2 separate regions of the Macaca mulatta genome follow, and region 1 is linked to region 2. A link is a contact called in public Hi-C data. All regions are on one chromosome and are shown on one strand. Each heading gives the region's core, a stretch centred on a gene start, on an enhancer-like site or on the middle of the called end of the contact. The rest is flanking DNA. Distances are from core to core; before and after follow the strand shown.

Region 1 (4,103 bases), core at 748-3,247, 78 kb before region 2:
TCTATGTATTCTTCTGCACTTTGCAAATAAAAAACATATGAGCCAGGAGCAGAGGCTCGCGCCTGTAATCCCAGCACTCGGGGGGCCCAAGCAGGCGGATCAGGAGGTCAAGAGTTCGAGACCAGCCATGCCAACATGGTGAAACCCCGTCTCTACTAAAAATACAAAAATTAGCCGGGCATGGTGGCACATGCCTGTAATCCCAGTTACTTAGGAGGCTGAGGCAGAAGAACTGCTTGAACCTGGGAGGCAGATGTTGCAGTGAGCTGAGATCGTGCCACTGCACTTCAGCCTGGGCAACAGAGCAAGACTCTGTCTTGGAGGGGGAGAGGTCTAAAAAAACCTTACGATCTGCAAATGTTATGAATTGATCTAGAAAGTAATGTTTTTCTTTAAACTGTATGCTTCCTGAGGAGTCATGCGAACAACAGATTAATAACGCAAGTGAAACAGTTGTGTCAGGGTGGTGCAAATATAATTTTAATATCTCAAAACAGACATTTATTCTTTTTACTAACATTTATCCTTAAAATGAAGACCCTTACCCTATCCCTCCATCCTAACCACAACCCTACTTCAAAATGTCCTTCAATTTGTACTGACTTACCACTTCTCAGCACTTCCTAACTAGATCCCTTGCCTTTCACGAGTCACTTGTAATCCATTTCAATCGGAAATAATCATAAGGTAGCTGTACAAGTGATAACACTCTCAACACCTTTAATATCCATATCAATCCATTACAATTTCTGTCCACTAAATACAAAGAAAAAAACACTACACATGGTATCATGGTGAAATTTGGGGATCAGTACAACCATGCAAGCCTACAATTTCACACACTGGGAAAACATTATTTCACACTTTATTACTACTAATCAAAGTGTCTTACATGTCAATTTTTGAAAGACAAAAGGATCTTAAAATACACTAAAAGTTCACGCAAACTTATTTCCACCAAAGTTCAGACCCCTTAATGCATGTCCATCCTTAAAATCCAATCTCTCTGGAAAATCTAATGAAATAGGAACCCTCTACTTTCTAGCCTCTAAACTGATCAAACTCGTCATTCCTGATAATTTATTTGTTTAAAAGTGCAAGGAAAGCGTTCACAGTGGCAGCATCACGAGTTGGCTTAACAGGTTTCCGCCTTCCCCCATCTCCCAAGCACCTCCAATAAGCTACAGTTGAAATAACCAAGAACGTGCTTAGGATGTTCGCAAAAACACAACTCTTAAGACTCCAACTCCAGTCTCCGCCTCCCAACGAGATTACTGCATAGGTACCTCCTACAGCAGAAATTCTAGTTCCCTCCTTAGAGGACCAGGAAGAATTCTGGAGCTTTGGGCCCTTCCTTTCTGCCCCTGGTAGAAACACACAACACTAGATTTGTTCCTTACTAAGGCAGGAACCCTGACCACATCTCCCTCTCCAAACAAGAACCAGCCGCCCCACTCCTTGCCGCTTTCCCAACACCCTCCCCAAACACAAAGCTAGGGAGCAAACCCCTCTCAGGCGCTCAGTCACTACATGGAGCCCGTCCAGTAGCCCTTTCCCACTCAGAGATAGGCCCATCTCCTTTATCTTTCCCCAAACTCTGAGAGCCACACCCCCTTCTACACTGAAAGCGTAGGGACGCGCCACCGTCGCCAATACCCCGCCCCCAAACACCTGATAGACCCAGCTCCCCTGCTCTTCCCTCCAACGAGCGCTCCAGGAGCCGCCTAAGCCAACTCCCCTGGGTCTTTACCGAGTCTCTGGTGGGGGCCGAAGCTCGGGTCGTCCGGAGGTCGCGGCGCCAGCACGAAAGGAACCACGCTGGTCAGGAATAGGAGAGACTGCCTCATGTTCCCGGCCCGGCTACCGGCTCCACCTCTCTGGGCAGCCTTCGCCTGACGGGGGTTCGGAAAACTGCTCACATCGGGGGAGGACGGGATCCGCCCGGCCCGGCCCCTCAAACCTCTTTTCCCTCCCGCGCCGCCTACTGGGAAGATTCTACCGCCAGGCTCGACGCCCCCGGAAGTGCAGGTGGCGTTACCAGAGGCCGGCTCAGCCCGCTTCCGGCCGCTGCTGTTTCCCCCGCACCACCCACAGCCGGAAACCGGCCGCCGCGCGGCATCACGGGAGGCTCCGCTTGCCACGCCCCACGCCGGTGCGCCGCGGGTCTCTGGTCGGCTGCCGCGTTCGGCCCCGCCCGTGGCGTCCAGCTGGGACTCGCCTGGCGCCTTACTGGACACAGATGTAGACGTCCCACCTCCACCCAGTCCGGCCTGGCCTTTGTCCCCGGGTGACCGCGGATTGGGGAGGCGGGAGCTAGCGAGCAGGCCCTCAGGCGCGTCTGCCACCTCCTTTGTCTTGGTGCCCACGTCTGGTTAGGATCCCTGCTGTCCATTTTATTATTAAAGGAGCTGTAAAAAGCGGCCTGGGGCCCAGCGACCGGCCCACGGCGGACGAGGAGGCGCAACTAGCCCGTTGCCGCAGGGTCTCTGCCCAGTGTGCTCAGGTGGGAGGGCGGGGACATGAATCGAGCCAAAGAGTGCCCTGCGCACGGAGACCCCCCGGGCCCCGAGCCTAGCCTCCGAAGCCCTAGCCACTCGCCAGCTCCTGCGAGACGAGCCTTCTGAGCGCAGCTCAGGCATCTGGTTCAGGGTCTGACCGCCAGAGTCGTCTGAGGCCTCCATCCGTCTGTTTTCACGAAAAAGGCTCTGGGGGGACTAATAAGCACTTCCTGAAGGCACATTTGCTCCATGCCCCTGCTGTAGGGAGTGGGTCTGCAGACATTTCAACAAATAGAATCCTGGGACCTTACCTGTGAGTACAAGAGCTGGAATCTTCCCACCAACTTCTTAAAATTCAATCCTATACTTGGTCCATTTAACTTAGACTGGAAATTTCCCAAGGCAGTTTGTTTTGCAATCTTTTGCATGATTTTAGCTCTGTATAGTTTAGTGTTTATGGTACTGAATAAAAGTCTAAAAACGTTGGGTACATGTTGCTGTTTTATTTAGTTCAACCAAAGTTTATAAAAGTAGGACGTAATATGTTTTCCACTTAAGAGTGAGACAGCCTTTATTATGAAATGGTAAATTGTTAGGAATAAAATACTAGTCCTATTCAAGTTTCAAGCCTTATTCCTAATAAAATACTCAAAACTGTCGTTAAAATTTATGTTCATGGTGGTTTGCCGCAGTAAAATAGCATCTTTTTCAACAATACGTTGTTGGCTAAAATCAACCAGACCTGGTCTGTACATCTGAGATATAAAATATATTAAACATACTCAGTGGCATACCTAATTAAAAAGTAAGCAAAATTTCACATGCAAATTGTATACAATCTTTAAAAATTGTATTCCATAAGAATGTGACAGTTGAGTATGGTTTTTGGGGGGCTTTTTTTGGTGTACAATAATAATGTCATCTGGTTTCTTTTCTGAACATCCAGTCACCATACTGTCCGGCTTTTAACTTTAGTAGATAGTAGATTGTTATTTTGGTATCCCCAACAGCTCTTGTACAGTGCCTTGCTCATAGAAGGTACTTAGCTGGTTAGTAAATGCCGTTTAGAAAAAAAAAAAAAAAAAAAGCTCCCGATTCATTTTCTTTTCTTTTCCTTTTTATTTATTTATTTTTATTTATTTTTTGTTTTGAGACGGAGTTTCGCTCTTGTCACCCAGGCTGGAGTGCAACGGTGTGATCTCAGCTCATTGCAAGCGATTGAACACCTCCTGGTTTTAAACGATTCTCCTGTCTCAGCCTCCCAAGTAACTGGATTACAGGCGCCCGCCACCACGCCCGGCTAATTTTTGTATTTTTAGTACAGATGGGGTTTCACCATGTTGACCAGGCTGGTTTCAAACTCCTGACCTTAGGTGATCCACCCACCTCGACCTCCCAAAGTGCCAGGATTACAAGCATGAGCCACCGCGCCTGGCCTGAATAACCAGAAATCCTAGATTTCCAAGGGCATTCCAAATTTCAGGTAATCTTTTCAATTCACAAATCAGGACCCAAATTATTCCAATTTGCAGTTCATCTTTCATTTATCAATTGTGCATACTTTTAAGATAAAAGAGCACCACGTGGGGGAGATAAAGAGCCAAA
Region 2 (3,969 bases), core at 543-3,042:
AAGTAGGCCTCTCGTAAAAGCGACACTTAAAGAAAGGCAAACCATATCGGATTATTTCCTATTTTATTCATAGAAATGACTCTTTGCAGCACTGAAACATTTAAAAACACTCCTGGATATAATGCTGGTATTTCAATTTGAAAAACTTATCCTACGGATCAAAAGATCCGTGCAATGACAAAGCTAAAAATGTTCTCTCTCACTAATAAGGGTGAATCACAGCAGCCACCTACTCCACCCAACAATCGTCCTTGCTAAGACTGGACAGTTCAAAACCTGGAAAGCTTTCCTTGTCCGCTCCACACTAGAAACGAATTCACTTCAACAGTAGTGTTTAAGCACAGCTGTGCAACAGCAAGGAAATGTTATTATTAAATGTTGAAATTTACCAGGACATTGTGTTCTTCAGATAGAGCTGTGCCCTTTTCACATTTACCGAACTCCCCTCCTCTCCTGTTTATAGGGGGTGGAGGGGAGCGCAACAGATACTCTTGCTTGAAAAATAAAGTATCTGTTCAGATTTTCGAAGTAAGTTTCCATTACTGGGTTTGGGAAAAAATCCCTACTACATTGTCTGTAACAAAAAGGTGCCTGCGCCTTCTTTCAACTGCCTGAAGCCATTAGAGAGCTCACAGATCTCCCCGCACAAGAAACTTGAAAACGCCTTTCAGTCTCGCAGAGACCTACTTGGATGTTTCCAAGTTCCATCGTTTGGTAGCTACCCAACATCTGGGGGAAAGAAAAAAAAAAAAAAAAGAACTTATCCTTGGAAAAGCAGCCTCTTGAGTCTCTAGAACCGGAGACACACAGAAGGGAAGCCAGGGCTCACCTGAAACCCTCCACCTCGGCAGAGTCCGGTAAGCCCCGGCTCACCTTTCTTTCCGTGCCCGCGAAACTCTCAATGAAAAGTATCGCACAAAAGGCCTCCCCTGCTCCCCGCGCCGAGGACTCACCAGGACCGTGGTGCAGATGGATCTCAGCTCGGACTCCACTTTCTCCCGATAGTCCTTAATCAGCTGCAACTTCTTGTCGGAGGTGTCGGTCTTCTGCTCGATGCTCGAGATGACCCTCCAGGCGGACCTGCGGCCCCCGACCACGTTCTTGTAGGCCACGGAGAGCAGATTGCGCTCCTCGTTGGACAGCTCGGCGCCCTGCTCGGTCACTGCCTTCATGCAGGTGGCCATGTCGTCGTAGCGTTCGGCCTGCTCGGCCAGCTTGGCCTTCTGGATCAGCTCAGTCTTCTCCATGGCGGGCGCGGGGCCGGGGCCGGGGCGGAGGGCGAGGAGAGCGAGGGAGAGCGCCGACCCGGAGCGGGAGGAGCCTCGAGAGCTGCGGAGGGGCGGGGCGGCGAGGCGAGAACAAAAAGCAGGGAGGGAGCGCCGTCAGACAATGCGGCCCGCCGCCCGCTTTTGTCTCTCGCACATGCGGCCGCTTGAATTTCCCTCTCCCCCGCCCCCGCCCCCGCCGGGCGCCCGGGGAGGCCGCGGCCCGCGACGGGAGGAGGCGGGGGCGGCGCGAAGGCCCCGCGCGCACAGAGCCCGAGCCGCGACCGCTCCCGCCACCCCCGCCCGGCCGGCTCAAGATGGAAGCGACCGTTGGCCCCGCACCTTCCCGCCCGGAGCCGTCCCTGAGGGGAGCGGAATCGACAGCCGGCTGCTCGCGAGGGCGGCACCTCCGCCCGGCCCTCAAGCCCAGAGCGGCCGTTGGATGCCCGCGGGCCGACCCAGGTGCTCACCTTCACGTCTCCGCGGTCGCGACGCGAGTCCCACCACTTTGATCTGCTTTTGGCTTTAGCTGAGGACCCTCCCGTCTCAGCCTACCCCGGAGCCGAGGGGCGGTCCGCCGCCCAATGATGCGCCGAGCTTGGCCCGAGAGTCCCGCCCCCCGACGCGCCGCTGGCCAATGAGGACTGAGCGCGCGGAAGGGGGCGAGGGGGGCGGAGCGGGAGGGAACGCGGAGGCTAGGAGGGTGGGTCGGCGCGGGGAAGTTCGGTTGGCCGGCAGGCTGCAGCTTCGGCCACGGGGTTTCCTCCAATTAGATCCAGGGTAAAAGGACGTCACTGTTGCCATGGCGATGCCGTTACCAACTCCCCTCAGCCTCCCCGCCACCCCGGCACTTCTGGGTGCGGCACGAGACCCAGAGGCGCGCACGACCTCCGAAGCGGCGACCACGTCTCCCGGTGCGGATGGTGCATTGCATCTCAAGGTCTCTGGCCGAGTCTGAACTGGAGGGTGACATATTCAGCTGTTTGGGAGCACAGGGGCCTTTCTTTCCTCCACCTTCCGATCTGTGACAAAGGTTTGGATCCCAAGATACTAAACCCAGACCTTAATCACGTTGCCATTAGGGCTGGGAATTAAGCAAACCGCATCCCTATTAAAGAATAATTGATTCCTGGAGACAGTGGCTTCAGTATGGCACGTACGTGATAAATTCAGGTTTTCAGATGGGCACCCTAAAACAAAAACTTCCCTTGTGAAAAGGTAGGTCCCAGAAGATCCAGGCGAGTCTCTGTGACAATGCCAAGTATTGTGGTTTTCTTTAAAATGGGAAATGACATTCAGCACAATCTGCAGGAAAACACCTAGAACCACCCCTTCCCACCCCCCCACAAAAACCCTGCCCATAACATCGCTCCCCGCAAAAAAGCAATTTTTATGTTTCTTTCAGGCTTTCCAGGTTATGCATCTAAATCCATAATTTTTCACATCATTGTCACATGCGCACACGCTTTTTGTTTCTGGTATTATTTGTAAGAGCACACTTGAAAAGCCGAAATCCTCTCCCTGGATGTCGATTTCTGATTTTCTCCTCCTGGGGAACACCCTGCTGAAGTGAGAAAGATTTCCCCAGGCCCCTCCCATTCAGGGTAATCCCTGGCAGCTCCCTTTCCTTTTAAACCACTCCTGTCTCTCTTGGCACTCCAGTCCCCTAACTCCATCCAGGTAGGGTGGCTGTCCTGCCCGTCTGGCGAGTGGCCTTTGTGCCATCTTAAGATGCGAATTGCCCTCTGGGTTCACGCTGCTATGATCCCGATTCCAGCAGGTCTAGGGAGAATGGATCATAGAAGGCCCAAGAATGCCACAGGCAAGAAAGAATTTCCCATTCTCGGTGGAGACCTGAGCGAATCCGGAGAATCTCTAGAATGGGAGATCTGAGAGTGCAGACAGATGGGAGGAGAAGGTGCCGACTTTCCAGAAATTCAGACTCCCTCTTGACTGCCCCTCCCTGTCCTGACTTGTAAAGGTTGCTTTGTGCTTTGACAGACAGGAGCGGCCTGGATTGGAAAGGGCCTGTGTCTTAACGCAGAAATGCCTTACTATGTTCCAGCCTTCTAATGGAGGGCCCTGCTGTTATTTCTGGAATCCCTGGGGCCCCACTGCAGACACATGAGTGTTTATGGCCCTGTGGGCTGGGGTGGAGCTGGACACCGAGAAATCCCAATGGAAAGAATTTGCATGTGGAAGGTCAGATAAAATGCCTTCTGTATGACCAGTGAATTTCAAGCTCACCAAAATTAGAGGCAACCCGGGCAAGGGGAGAAGCCAGTGGAGGTGGATGGGGGATAGAGACCCTGGAGAGGAAATCGTCAGGGGATGGGACCTCTGTGGTAGGGAGAGGTGCTACCAGAAGGAGCAAGCACACTAAATTCTTTGTCAGAAAGTCTAGGCTGTGCTGCCGTCTCCCCCAGTGACCTTGGGCAAGTTTTTGCTGCTTTCTGTACCTCAGTCTCTGAAATTTCTGCTTTCATTCAATCAAATATTTATTGAACACCAACTCATCTGGTTGCAATCATCTAGAATCATGGGTAAAAACTGCTTCCAACCAATGATGCAGTATAAAATTGCATTTTAGGAAGATTCAGAGGACCCTCTGCATAGCTAAAGGCTTCTGTGCCTGAAAGAACTCGGGTTGGAGAGAAATAAGGCTCTGGGAACTTGAAGTCCCTGGACACAGAAAGAACTAATG

The links. A called contact is a pair of places that touch in the nucleus more often than the background predicts.
Region 1: a contact with region 2 is called in a Hi-C map of liver, with 4 times the contacts expected there. The contact joins the promoter of ADAM17 here to the promoter of YWHAQ in region 2. A contact is called at or near these places in 2 of 14 Hi-C or Micro-C datasets (cortical neurons and liver).

The regions. Positions count from the first base shown.
Region 1 is chr13:115,266,735-115,270,837 of T2T-MMU8v2.0, reverse strand. It overlaps ADAM17 (ADAM metallopeptidase domain 17), which reads right to left and starts at 1,997. Exons shown (of 19, transcript XM_028831980.2): 1 at 1,751-1,997. The coding sequence starts at 1,847.
Region 2 is chr13:115,188,218-115,192,186 of T2T-MMU8v2.0, reverse strand. It overlaps YWHAQ (tyrosine 3-monooxygenase/tryptophan 5-monooxygenase activation protein theta), which reads right to left and starts at 1,792. Exons shown (of 6, transcript XM_077960165.1): 1 at 1,736-1,792; 2 at 954-1,329. The coding sequence starts at 1,247.